Regions from separate parts of the Mus musculus genome. Here all the other regions are linked to region 3. A link is a contact called in public HiChIP or PLAC-seq data. All regions are on one chromosome and are shown on one strand. The core of a region is the stretch at or near the end of the contact, and the rest is flanking DNA. Distances in the headings are between cores, read along the strand shown. Region 1 overlaps Ak8 (adenylate kinase 8). Region 2 overlaps Tsc1 (TSC complex subunit 1). Region 3 has its middle 24 kb from the start of Setx.

Evidence for each region. HiChIP or PLAC-seq counts read pairs in DNA pulled down with a chosen protein or histone mark.
Region 1: a contact with region 3 is called in a FOXA1 HiChIP or PLAC-seq map of pancreatic cancer cells. The contact joins two enhancer-like sites. A contact is called at or near these places in 2 of 115 datasets of contacts at active chromatin or transcription factors (bone marrow-derived macrophages and pancreatic cancer cells).
Region 2: a contact with region 3 is called in an H3K4me3 HiChIP or PLAC-seq map of bone marrow-derived macrophages, with 2.9 times the contacts expected there. The contact joins two enhancer-like sites. A contact is called at or near these places in 1 of 115 datasets of contacts at active chromatin or transcription factors (bone marrow-derived macrophages) and 1 of 9 other capture datasets (liver).

Annotation. Positions count from the first base shown.
Region 1 is chr2:28,718,549-28,722,422 of GRCm38.p6, reverse strand. All of the region lies in intron 5 of Ak8 (adenylate kinase 8), which reads right to left. Among named protein-coding and RNA genes, the nearest start is that of Mir3088, 13 kb to the left of the region's middle. Within about 2 kb of position 2,187, at least 5 of the 459 cell types and tissues checked have an H3K27ac peak or open chromatin away from gene starts, as enhancers often do. A contact at or near this core is called in pancreatic cancer cells, where this site is marked.
Region 2 is chr2:28,679,382-28,683,739 of GRCm38.p6, reverse strand. Tsc1 (TSC complex subunit 1) reads right to left here. Exons shown (of 23, transcript NM_022887.4): 18 at 3,535-3,717; 19 at 2,439-2,549; 20 at 1,706-1,828. Among named protein-coding and RNA genes, the nearest start is that of Spaca9, 18 kb to the left of the region's middle. Within about 2 kb of position 1,844, at least 34 of the 459 cell types and tissues checked have an H3K27ac peak or open chromatin away from gene starts, as enhancers often do. A contact at or near this core is called in bone marrow-derived macrophages, where this site is marked.
Region 3 is chr2:29,098,666-29,102,829 of GRCm38.p6, reverse strand. No RefSeq gene overlaps it. Among named protein-coding and RNA genes, the nearest start is that of Setx, 24 kb to the left of the region's middle. Within about 2 kb of position 1,804, at least 104 of the 459 cell types and tissues checked have an H3K27ac peak or open chromatin away from gene starts, as enhancers often do. A contact at or near this core is called in bone marrow-derived macrophages and pancreatic cancer cells, where this site is marked.

The DNA of each region.
Region 1 (3,874 bases), core at 938-3,437, 380 kb after region 3:
GACCCAGTCTTTCCTCTGCTAAGGCATGGGAATACTTGTGCCTGTTGATCGATGCATTGTGTCACTCACGTGAAAACACAGGCCTGCACATACTGTATGTATACACTGCGCGTGCGCACGCACACACACACACACACACACACACACATCTGGAGGCTTGAGAGAGGATGAGATTCCCTTCTTGTGTCATTGAGACTGGGACAGCAGCCATTTGTTTCTGCTGTGTGACTGAGGGCTCCCGTTACTGCCGATGGGGGCTGATTGTGGCATTCCTCCAATGTGGTAGCTCTCTGTATGGTCAACAAGGAGAACCTCCTCTCCAGTCTGCTGAGATACATTACCTGCTCCAGAGGAGGGAACTACACAGATGTGGGCACCAGGAAGTAGAAAACCAAGAGCAGAATTTGGCAGCAGGCAGCCCTGCCAAGGAGGGCTGGGGGACTCTTAAGGACACTGCCTGGAAAAGTATAAGTGCACAGATGTCTGTGTGCGTGTGGAGGCTGCACATGTGCCTGTGTGCATGTGGAGGCTTGCACATGTGCATGTGTGCATGTGGAGGCTTGCACATGTGCATGTGTGCATATGAAGGGTGATTCTGCTAGACTCTTGGGCTAATAAGTAAGTGCCAGGGATCTGTCTGACTCTGTCCCACCAGCTGGGGTTACAGATGTGTGCCATGTCCAGATTCCTATTTATTTTAAAGAAACAGCTGCTTCCTCTGTGTATAACAGCATTTTCTGAAGGGTGAGCTTCCAAGGCAGGTTTCTCCACAGATGTCCTGAGGGGAGGAATCATGTGGTGGTGGCGGCGGCGGCATAGGGTGACCAGGAGAAGGGTCTCCGGTATGCTCTGAGCTCTGAACTATTTGAATGGATGTTCTGTGGCCAAAAATATATTCCCTTTTTGTTTTCTTTCTGCCACATCAGGTTTTTGATGCAGCGCTGGGAATTGAACCCAAAGCCCCCTTCATGCTGGGAAGCCACATGAAGGAAGCCATGGGAAGAAGTCTGGGCACTTGCAGAAATCTGGACCAGGAAAGAGAGTGTCAATCACCATATCCAACAGAACAGCCACATGTGGGCCTGGGGCACCCAGTATCTCTGCTTCTGACCCTGCCTTTCTGCAGACTTCTCAAGCTCACGCCTTCCTCAAGAAGTGGTGTGGGCACGCTGACCTCTGGGACACGACTGTCCCTCGGGGCTACCTCTTATATCTCTGGCAGGTTGAGCTGCCGCCTTTTCATAGTTCTCAAACAAACTGCTAATTTCTCTTTCTCTAATGCATTTGATGGTCACTTCAAATAAAATTCTTCAAAGAGATTGCAAAAGAAGAAAAAAGCAGGGGAAAGAAAAGAAACAGGGCATTAACTACAGACTCCTGATGGGTTACGCTTCCCCGAACGCACGCTCTTCCTGAGATCTTTTTGTGCTCTCAATTACCAATTCTAGTCCCTGTGTAGCTAAATAATAATAATTACCATATAAATGAATATGCATATGTGTCATTTTTCTCCCGAAAAAGCAAGAGAGCCTGCTTGTTTTGGGTGAGGGTTTGTTTTGCTTTTGAACAACCAAAGCTCATAATTAGAAGCCTCGCCTCACCCTGGAAATCTGTCTCCGTCGGGAAGAGATGAAAAACAGCTCCGGATGCCCCTTGAAGGTTAAAAGAAATCTTAAAACAAATTAAAAGAGGTGGTTCTTCCCTCTGTAGGTAACAATGGCTGGGGCACAACCACAGTCACAGACATGTAGGTCAGAGACGAAGACACCGCTGTCTTCAAGGCCAGTGCCATCGTTGGACAGGGGAAGTGGGAGGCATGAAGCACGGACAGAACGATGGCCAAGACTCAGGAGACATCCCAACCATGACAGGAGGTCCCTCCCCAGGACGACACTGATGTCAAACTCAGGCCTATACACACACACACATACACACACACAGGCACAATCGCCTGCATGTGCACACTCGGGAGAGCACACACATACACACACACACACACACACACACACACACACACACAGAGGAAAACTGCAACCACTTCAAGAGATGGAGCCCTCAGCCTGGCCCCATGTGCTGTGAGCCTGATCAGGGTGGCCACCAATAGGTCACGGGTTTTCTAAATAGCACAAATGAGCCCGCCATGAGACATGGCAGCTAAAGCTCTTCCTGTCATCAGTCACCATGGCAATAAGTATTATAAATATCTGTGTGGTCAACAGTGCCAGTCACAACACAGTGTAATCACACGGAATAAGATCGATAACAGGAAATGTCATCATTCTGATGGCAGAGGGAACTCTTGGCAAGGACTCTGGAAGCCTGACTTTGAACATGGGTCTACACTGCAGGTTTCCTGTGAAAGAAGGCTTAGACCACGCTTGTAAATAGGCTCTAGAAGGGCTGCTGGACATCAGACTTCATTGGGCTACGGATGCAGCTCAGGTAGAAGAGAGAGTGTCTGCCATATGCAAAGTCCTGGGCTCACCATTCCCTGCTCTACACAGACCAGGTGCCATGGTCCATGTCTCTAACCTCAAGCACTTAGGACATGTGGGCACAAGGATCAGAGATACAGTGCCAGAGTGAGCTACATGACTTTTCTGTATCTTGGAGGGCAAGCCTGAGACACACAACTGAAATCACAGAAGAACCAGTTTCTCCGAAACCATGTTTCAGTTTTAAAGGTTTATTAATTTATGTGTACATGTATATGTATGCATGTATGTATGCAAATATGCATGCAACTACCCAAGGAGGCCAGAAGAAGGGATTTGATCCCCTGGAGCTGGACCTATGGGCAGTAGTGAGCTACCTGATTGTGGAAACCAAACTCTGGTCCTCTGCAGAGCTGCAAGCATTCTTCATTGTTTTGTCATCTCCAGCCCTTCCTATTGCATTTCTAATGTGTTAACATAAAACAGACAGGCCGCTGAGTTCATGCAAATGTGTCTTGCTGCCAGGACACACAAGACCACTCTAACTCAGCCTGAGGCACTTGTGACTCTGCACTGCAGGCTAGGCTTCCACACCAGAAACACTGTCCCTGGGAAGAAGTGGCATGAGAATCAATCAATCAATACACTCTCATCAGTCAGTACAGTTTTGTCTACTCTGAGGCTTGAGAGGCCAGTGACTCTCAGAGCTGCTCAGCTGGCTCCAGATGCCCCTCTTGGTTCCCACACTAGCCTGTTTGTCCTGTTCCATGACACCAAGGAGAACTTCCTCTCCCCTTCTCTCTTCACCTCCTTGTCTCCCTCCCACCTTCTGTGCTTCCCTGCAGTTATGGCTGAAGGATGGCAAGGAAGCCCACAGGGCACCCCCATAGACATGTCCTCTCTGCCATGACTGCCAGGCCCCTCTAGGGTGACTCCAGCAACACAGACCAGTTTATGCACCTGGTCAATCCTAGATGCTTTTGTAAAGTTTCACTGGGCTGCAGTGTGCCCTTCCAGACACCTGTATGTAGCTGCTTTTCCGTTACATCAGAGCTTAATACCTGCCACACAGACATAGAGCCAGCAAGCTCGAAGCTGATCTCATCACGGCAAAGCTTGTCAGAAGAGCCCCAGCTCTAGGAGGCAGAGGCAAGTGGATCTCTCTGAGGTCAAGGCTCATCCGGTCTACAGAATGAGTTCAGGGACAAGGTCCCAAGAAACAGGAGCACATGTCCTGCTAACCCTCTCTTCCTCTATTACCCTAGTATGTGAATTTGGTTTCTCTTTTTTTCTTTTTCTTCCTTCCTTCCTTCCTTCCTTCCTTCCTTCCTTCCTTCCTTCCTTTCTTTTTCTTTCTTTCTTTCTTTCTTTTTTAAAGATTTATTTATTCATTATATTTAAGTATACTGTAGCTGTCTTCAGACACTCCAGAAGAGGGC
Region 2 (4,358 bases), core at 595-3,094, 420 kb after region 3:
AATTAATAGTTGGATTCTAGGTAGTTCTACTTTTGACATCCTCCAGAGTCTGAACTGGAGGCTGAGAATTAAGAAGCAACTCTCCCATCAATTTGTCTCCTCGGTTCTGACACAACACTCCACTTGGAGACCACAGATGACCTTTGATAGAACTTTGACCAGAGGGTGCTAAAGGCATTTGATGGAAGAGCAGTGTCAGAATGCCAGAGTATACTCTACCGAAATTCCAATCAAGTTCCTTTCCAACTGCCCGAGGCTGACTGTGCAGTGATCTAAGTGTCTGTCTCAGCACACTGACAAACACTAACTGGTCTCCATGCTGACACCAGGACCAAATGAACATCAGCAGGAGCAGAGTCTCAGGAGAAGGAAGCAAAATGGCGTGGGTGTTGAGGCAGAGCATCCTGCATACACCGTGGATCCTGAAGGGGTAGCAGACAGACCGGCTGCCCCCATCTCCCCTCTCTCCTGTGTGGCAGTACTTACATCTCATGCTTTCTCTGTGTGATGGTCAGTCTTACCAACTTATGGGTACAGAATCACTATGGAAACAAAGCTCTGGGCCTGTCTGTAAGAGATTGTCTAGACTAGCAAACTGAAGTGGTAGGATCAATCTTAAATAGGGGCAGCCCATCTAATAGGCTGGGGTCCCAGAAGAAATGTAAAGGAGAAGTGAGCTGCACATGAATCTCTCCTGTTCACACTCCTCCACAATGTCCCCTCCTGACTGTGACAGTGTGAGCCCTGTTCACACTCCTCCTCCATGTCCCCTCCTGACTGTGACAGTGTAAGCTCTGTTCACACTCCTTCTCTATGTCCCCTCCTGACTGTGACAGTGTGAGCCCTGTCCACACTCCTCCTCCTCCATGTCCCCTCCTGACAGCGACAGTGTGAGCCCTGTTCACACTCCTCCACCATGTCCCCTCCTGACTGCGACAGTGTGAGCCCTGTTCACACTCCTCCACCATGTCCCCTCCTGACTGTGACAGTGTGAGCCCTGTCCACACTCCTCCACCATGTCCCCTCCTGACTGCGACAGTGTGAGCCCTGTTCACACTCCTCCACCATGTCCCCTCCTGACTGCGACAGTGTGAGCCCTGTCCACACTCCTCCACCATGTCCCCTCCTGACTGTGACAGTGTGAGCCCTGTCTACACTCCTCCACCATGTCCCCTCCTGACTGTGACAGTGTGAGCCCTGTCCACACTCTTCCTCCATGTCCCCTCCTGACTGTGACAGTGTGAGCCCTGTCCACACTCCTCTACCATGTCCCCTCCAGACTGCGACAGTGTGAGCCCTGTTTACACTCCTCCTCCATGTCCCCTCCTGACTGTGACAGTGTGAGCCATGTCCACACTCCTCCTCCATGTCCCCTCCTGACTGCAACAGTGTGAGCCCTGTCCACACTCCTCCTCCATGTCCCCTCCTGACTGCGACAGTGTGAGCCCTGTTCACACTGCTCCTCCATGTCCCCTCCTGACTGTGAACCAGTCAACTTTTCCTTGTTTCCGTTACTTTTGTCAGTCTGTCCCAGATAGGAGGACAGTAACTGACATTCATGTAGCCTGGACCTCTGCAAAGCGGCCCCATCAGGGCACATGATGTCTTCCTGTGCCTGGACACTGCAATGTGGCTGGGCCTGGCTGCTCTGCAGAACACGGGGCCGGGCAGTGCAGTTTTGTGTCTCAGTGCCCGGGCCACTTACCTTGGTGGTGTCAGGATGCTTGCTCTGCAGCTGCTCCAGGTACAGCTCATTGACCTCCCCGAGCACCAGGAGCTGCCTATTCAAGAACTCCATCTGCTGCTGCACTGACTCACTGTTGGAGAGCTGCCAGATGGAAGTGAGAAAGTGCAAGTTCAGCATGGCAAAACTAGGCAACAGACAGCAACAGTAACTACTGGGGAGCACAGTACAAGGCAGAGCAGAATAAACCATTCCCACTGAGTCCATGGATAATGGAGAAGAAGGTGCCCAAGGGCAGCAGAAACACACTGAGGTTGTTCTCTGCACAGAAGCAACACGAATGCACTTCAATACAGCTGGCCCAAGAACACTGGAGCAGAGGCAGCTCTGTAAAGCCCCAGTGTACCCCAGTAACCTCTTTCTGAATACATGACACAGATCTCACTGAATACCTATGGAAAGCCACAGTTCAAAAGCCTTAACAGACTTCAAAAACAAGGCATTGAAAAGAGTTCCATGGGATGTGCCTGGCCTCAGCTCGTCGGGTACTTTTGTTGTGAGGACCGTCTGCATTGGAGGGTGTACTGCACTTGGAGGTCAATACCCATGGGTCCTTCCCACTCGAACCAACGTCTCCAGATGTCGCCAAATGTTTTTGGGTAGAATCGCTCACTGCTGGATCACCAATACAGACATACAAGTAATATACCTGTCTGCCTGATGCAAGAGTCAGCAGGTGAGGGTCTAATCTTACCTTCTGAGAGACCTGGCTGAGCAGCAGCTCAGTGTGGCACACCTTGTTGTTAGCCTTCTTCAGCTCCACCCGAAGCTCCGCAATCATGTTTCTGCAGTCCTCCAGCTTTGTCTACCAAAGACAGTTGACCATGAGGTTACAAGAGCACAGACCGGCACAGCCACGGACAGAGGCAGAGCTGGGGATGCGCTGCTCCTCAACTGCTCTCTTGTCTATCAGTATCAGACTTTACAGTTTAAAGGGAGAGATTCTGAGTCTCTTCCTACTTAAAATAAGGGAGGGGGGCCTTCCCAAAGACCTGATCCCTACAAGTCCAAAATTGCATGTCCAGACCATGCAACTACACAGAAACTGGCCCAGACCTTTCACTCTTTTGAGGGTACTACAGCGACATCTGTGGGACATCATGGGAACTACCGATTAATTGGTAGAGATTAATTATCCTACGAGTGTGAGGATAATGCCACATCCCGGCAACACTGGGCTTTTAATATTTATGTGCTAAAAAAGCAGTATGAGAAAACAGAGAGGAGGAGGAAATGAAGTGTCACTGTCTACTGATCCCAAAGCCAAAGCACTGTGTGATGACAACAGAGTCACTTGACTTAGCAATCATGGCTATTTAAAAGTGAAGTCTAAAATATTTTAAATGTAGGCGTGCTGTTTCTGAGCCACTATGCCAAGAGGAATCAACCCCACAGAGCATTCAGATCCCTTAGAGCAGCAGCTCCCAATGTGTGGGTCCTGACCTATCTCCTATGGTCCTAGGAACCCAGATATAAATTTATTTTGTTATTTCACAAGTGTAATTTTGCTACTGAGTGGTTTATGTCAGTTCCTAAGACCATAAGAAATATGTGCTTCTCCTACGGTCGTGACCCACATGTTGAGAACTGCTGACTTAGTTGTTTCTTTTGGCTTCAGGGTGTTGGGAACACTAGGGAAACACTGAATGGAGAAAGCTAGGGACTTCTGTCCTCGGATCCATTCCATACACAATACACTTGTCACTTCAGAGCATAGTGTTCATCTCAGGCAAGCTGAGTGAGGTGTGAGGACACAGCTGACACCATGCCTTCTGTTACCCGCCTGGTACCTGTAACTCCTGACTCTGGTTGTAGAATTCTTCTCGGTCATGCTGTAGCTGTCTGATCTGGCTATGCAGTTGGGTCACCATGGTGTCACGTTGTTCCTGAAGCTGACTGTATCGGGCTTGTTCTTTCTGCAGACTCACCTTCCACATCTGTATGTCCTTCTCTTGTAACTTCAACTGATCTTTCTAGCAAAGGCAGAGACACTATCATTTTAGCTGTCACCCAACATGGGCAGTGACACTCAAGGTTAACACGTTACCAACATTGACAGTCAACACACTGCTCTGAAATTCTAATCACACACTTATGGGTCTGGTGCCTCTCTACTGTCAAAAGTTTTCCAAACTGCACATTAGCACATAGAACTTTCCTCAAGGAACTTCTCATGCTTGCTACAGTCCTAGCTGCCTTCTGAGGAGGGCCTTGAATACACAGTGTGGTAGTCCTCTAAAGCGCTGGGCCCTGACTGAGCACTCTGTGGGCCAGGCAGAACAAATGCTTGTTGGCACGAGTTAACACACTGGCTACAACACAGACTGCCACTATCACTTATCATCTACAGAAAAGGTAAAGAGGCATCAGAAGGCTTAACCCAAGTCACCTGCTGTGGTGCACACCTTAAATCCCAGCACTTGGGAGGCAGAAGCAGAGGTAGGTGGGTCTATGTGAGTTTGAGGCCAGTCTGGTCTACATAGTGAGTTCCTGTTCAAGCTATATGGAGAGACCCTGTCTCAAACAAACAACCCACCCCCCAACAAAAACCCCAAAGGCTTAAGGTAAAACCTGACACTTAAAGTCCATGTCTGGCTGGCTTTATATCCATGGC
Region 3 (4,164 bases), core at 555-3,054:
CTCTCTGGAGTCAGAACGTTGTGGGTCTTTCAATATCTCCCCCCCCCCCCCCCCCCCCCCCCGCTTACTTTTTGTTTTTGTTGAGACAGAGTCTCATTATTTAGCACTGACTGGCCTGGAAATTACTATATAGATCAGACTGGCCTCAAACCCACATAGATCTGCCTGCCTCTGCTTTCTCATTGCTGGGATTAAGGCATACACCACCATAAACAGCCAATTTTGCTCAACTCTTCCATTACTGCTTTCACTTTTGTTTTGGTTTTGGTTTTTTGGGTTTTTTTTTTGTTTTGTTTTGTTTTTCGAAACAGGGTTTCTCTGTGTAGCCCTGGCTGTCCTGGAACTCACTCTGTAGACCAGGCTGGCCTCGAACTCAGAAATCTGCCTGCCTCTGCCTCCCAAGAGCTGGGATTAAAGGTGTGTACCACCACTGCTCAGTGGGGGGTAGGAGGGGGTGGGAGGGGGAAGGGAGGAAGAGAGAAAAAGAAGCAGAGATTGATGTTGGGTGTCTTCCTTGATTGAGCTCCACCTTAGTTTTTGAGACAGGGTCTCTATTGAATAATTCAGGTAGAATGGTTGACCACCAAGTTCCAGGGATCTCTCTGTCTTAGCCTGGTACTGGGATTACAGACAGATGCTGGTGCACCCAGTTTTGTTTTGTTTTGTTTTGTTTTGTTTTGTTTTGTTTTGTTTTGTTTTGTTTTGTTTTAAGATTTATTATATCTAAGTACACTGTAGCTGTCTTCAGATGCACCAGAAGAGGGCGTCAAATCGCATTACGGATCGTTGTGAGCCACCATGTGGTTGCTGGGATTTGAACTCAGGACCTTAGGACGAGCAGTCTTAACCACTGAGCCATCTCTCCCGCCCTTATAATTTTTTTAAAGGTTTATTTCTTTTCTTTTTTTTAAAAAAGATTTATTTATTTATTATATGTAAGTACACTGTAGCTGTCTTCAGACACTCCAGAAGAGGGCGTCAGATCTTGTTACAGGTGGTTGTGAGCCACCATGTGGTTGCTGGGATTTGAACTCTGGACCTTAGGAAGAGCAGTCGGGTGCTCTTACCCACTTACCCACTGAGCCATCTCACCAACCCAAAGGTTTATTTCTTATTGATATGAGTACACTGTAGCTGTCTTCAGACACACTAGAAGAAGGCATCAGATCCCATTATAGATGGTTGTGAGTTACCATGTGGTTGCTGGAAATTGAACTCAGTACCTCTGGCAGAGCAGTCAGTGTTCTTAACTGCGGAGCCATCTCTCCAGCCATCTCTCTCAACTATGCAAAAATAAGGATACAATATGAATTATATGAGTGGCTTCACAAATCTAAAGGAACAAAGGTAGCTGCATTAATGAGCCAGCTTGTCAGAAAGATACAAAGGCAGGCAGATTCCTGAGTTCAATGTCAGCTTGGGACAAAGTCCAGGACCAGGTAGGGCAGAAATGGTAATTTCATGTCTGTGTCCCACCCAGCTAGCTCATTGACCGTGCTAAGCAGAGGGAGGCAGATCTCTGAATTCTTTTTTTTTTTTTTCCAAGAGAACAAAACTTTATTCATGTTTGGAGGCTAAGATGAGATGGCTCAGTGGTTGTTCTCCCATAGCACCTTGGTTCATTCAATAGCACACACATGGCAGCCCATGTCCAGTTCCAGGGAATCTTCATCTGGATTCCGAACACACTGATACATACTACACATTCATGGAAGAATGTCTATTACAGTAGTAGATAGGATCTGTGAACGGTGCCCACAGGGGAGATCGCGGAATTCTTTTGCAAAAGTGAAAGCAAAAGTATGGGGCTGGGCCACAGGATGCTGATTCATAGGATAACCGAAGGGAACCTGGAATAAACGACTGGATTGATATGTAAAATAAAAGACTGGGCTTGTGGTCTACAAGTTAGCCAGGGAATTTTGCAGGAGAGAACTGCTTGGAGAACTGAGAACAGAGAGAGCTGTCTGGAGATCTCTAGAGAAAGCAGATGAACAGAGAGAAGGCAGGCTGGGACCCTGTCTCCAGCAGAGCCTAGGCCACCAGCTTGGAGCCAGGATTTGACTTCGAGGCAGTTGTTTGTTTCTGCTGCGCCCAGGCATCCCTTCTTTCAGAAACTGTTTACCCGTGGCAGTTCATATGTATGGGGGTGCCGGAGGCCAGCCCCAGGGATGGCCAGGTCCCAGAGGGGAGGTAAAGAGTTGGTGAAGGAGGATTGAATCAGCAAAGCTGAAGACTCTTGCAGCTCTGACTGACTAGCAATCAGGTTGCTTCTTTATTTATATAGATCTCATAAAATAATGACAGAGGCATGATTTCCCAAGAAATACAAATCATATCATTTTTTCCCTGCACATGTGTTTGATTTTTTCATTGCAGGTCTGAAGTTGCAGATTCAGTTACAATTACCAAGTTCAGAAAGAACAGGTGTGATTTTTATTATCAGACCTATAACCCAATTTCAAGGAATCTGAGTTTTTCTGCCAAAGCATGCATACTTAATATACTGCACCCTATTCTTAGTCTGGCAGCATTTATAATTTCAAAGCACTAGACAAATGTGTGTGATTTTAAAAAGCACATGTCCTCCTAGCCTGGTCTCCTTGCCCAGTGCTGCGGCCCCTCACGACTTAGCTCCTACATCCTGCCTGATCCTCTGGCTGAGGCTGCTAGGCCCCCCAACAACCGTCCCTCCTGAGAATGCCTGGAGCCTGCCCACCTGAGTCAACACAGATGGAAAACATCAGACAGACTTAATATTTTAAAACTAGGCAGATAACACAACCACTGGGTGCGGAACCTATCGTCCTAAACTCATCAGCCTGCCTCTGCCTCCTGAGTGCTGGGATTAAAGGCGTGTGCCACCATGCTGGGCACTCATCAGCTCTCTTATATCAGAATTCTTCCGGTAGCCTACATGGTGTCTGTGCTCCAGGCCCAAAAGCCCCTTTCTAGATCTTGTCTCCGCCTCTTCCTCCTGGAACCCGGAAATCGCGTCTCTAAATCTTCGCCCTATGATTGGGCGAAAATCTGCCTGCCTCTGCCTCCCGAGTGCGAGTGCTGGGATTAAAGGCGAGTGCCACCCCCCCCCACCCACCCCCCCACCCCCGCAGAAGGGGAGGTCTTAATTCTTCATTCTGTTGTCAGGTATCCTCACCATTCTTTGTCCATCACTCTAAGCCCCTGTGTAGTGCAGAGATGGCTCCAGCCTATCTTTGTTGCTATATCTTTTTCTGGAAGGCCATACTATATGCAGCTCTCGATCTTATATACCACACAGTTGCCGGAGGGTAGAGTAGGAAGAGGCTTTGGATCTGATCTGCTGCCAACTCCTCTAGCCCACTGGATTTTGCTTACCTTTAAAGTTTACTTTGTTTGTATTATCTTGATCCTGGGCAGATGCTCCAAGAGTATCTTGGAGTGGAGCCTCATAAGGAGAGCTTTGGTATCTTTTTGTGAGTCACAACCTCCTAGGCATAAGAAAGACCTTCAGTTGGGCCCAGAAAAGGATATTTCCTAAAAGCAGGAGGGGTAATATTATCAGGACTTTCCTGGGGTCGCTTAGAAGTAGCACTCCTGGGAGAAGGCACAAATGATTCATAAGAAATTTCCCATCAATCCAATATTCCCAAGTTGTACAAATATTAAAAGGTCCGCAAGCATACAACACGTGGAGATCAAGACCAAGAGTGGGAGACACAAGACACAAGGGCTGTGACTGCATCTGTGGCTCAGCTAGGCTGGGTCATTGTTAATCAGCTCTGCTGGGTTTATGACTCTTTCCGGTCCCATTGGATACAGCACGCTGTGCCGTGGTAGTGTGCTCCGGGGCCATCTGAGCATTGTAAAGCTCCTCCCCCACTGCCCTGCATTGATTGCCAGCTTGCCTGGGGTGGGGGACACGCAGCCCAGTGAGGCTGTACATACTAACAGCCTGTCTTGATTCTCCCCTTGAGGAAGTCTCTGTTCACTCTTCACAGTTCTTCTTGTGTGTGCCAGCAAGTCTCTGAGAAGAGGGGGTAGGGTGGGGCAGACACGTTGGAGGTACTCTCAGAAGGTAAACTGGAGCTAATTACTCCAACTCATTTCTTTTAAGGATCCTATGAGACTGGCCTACTAATATTGTATTAGTAAGAGTTATCTAAAGGATCAGCGCTAATAAAA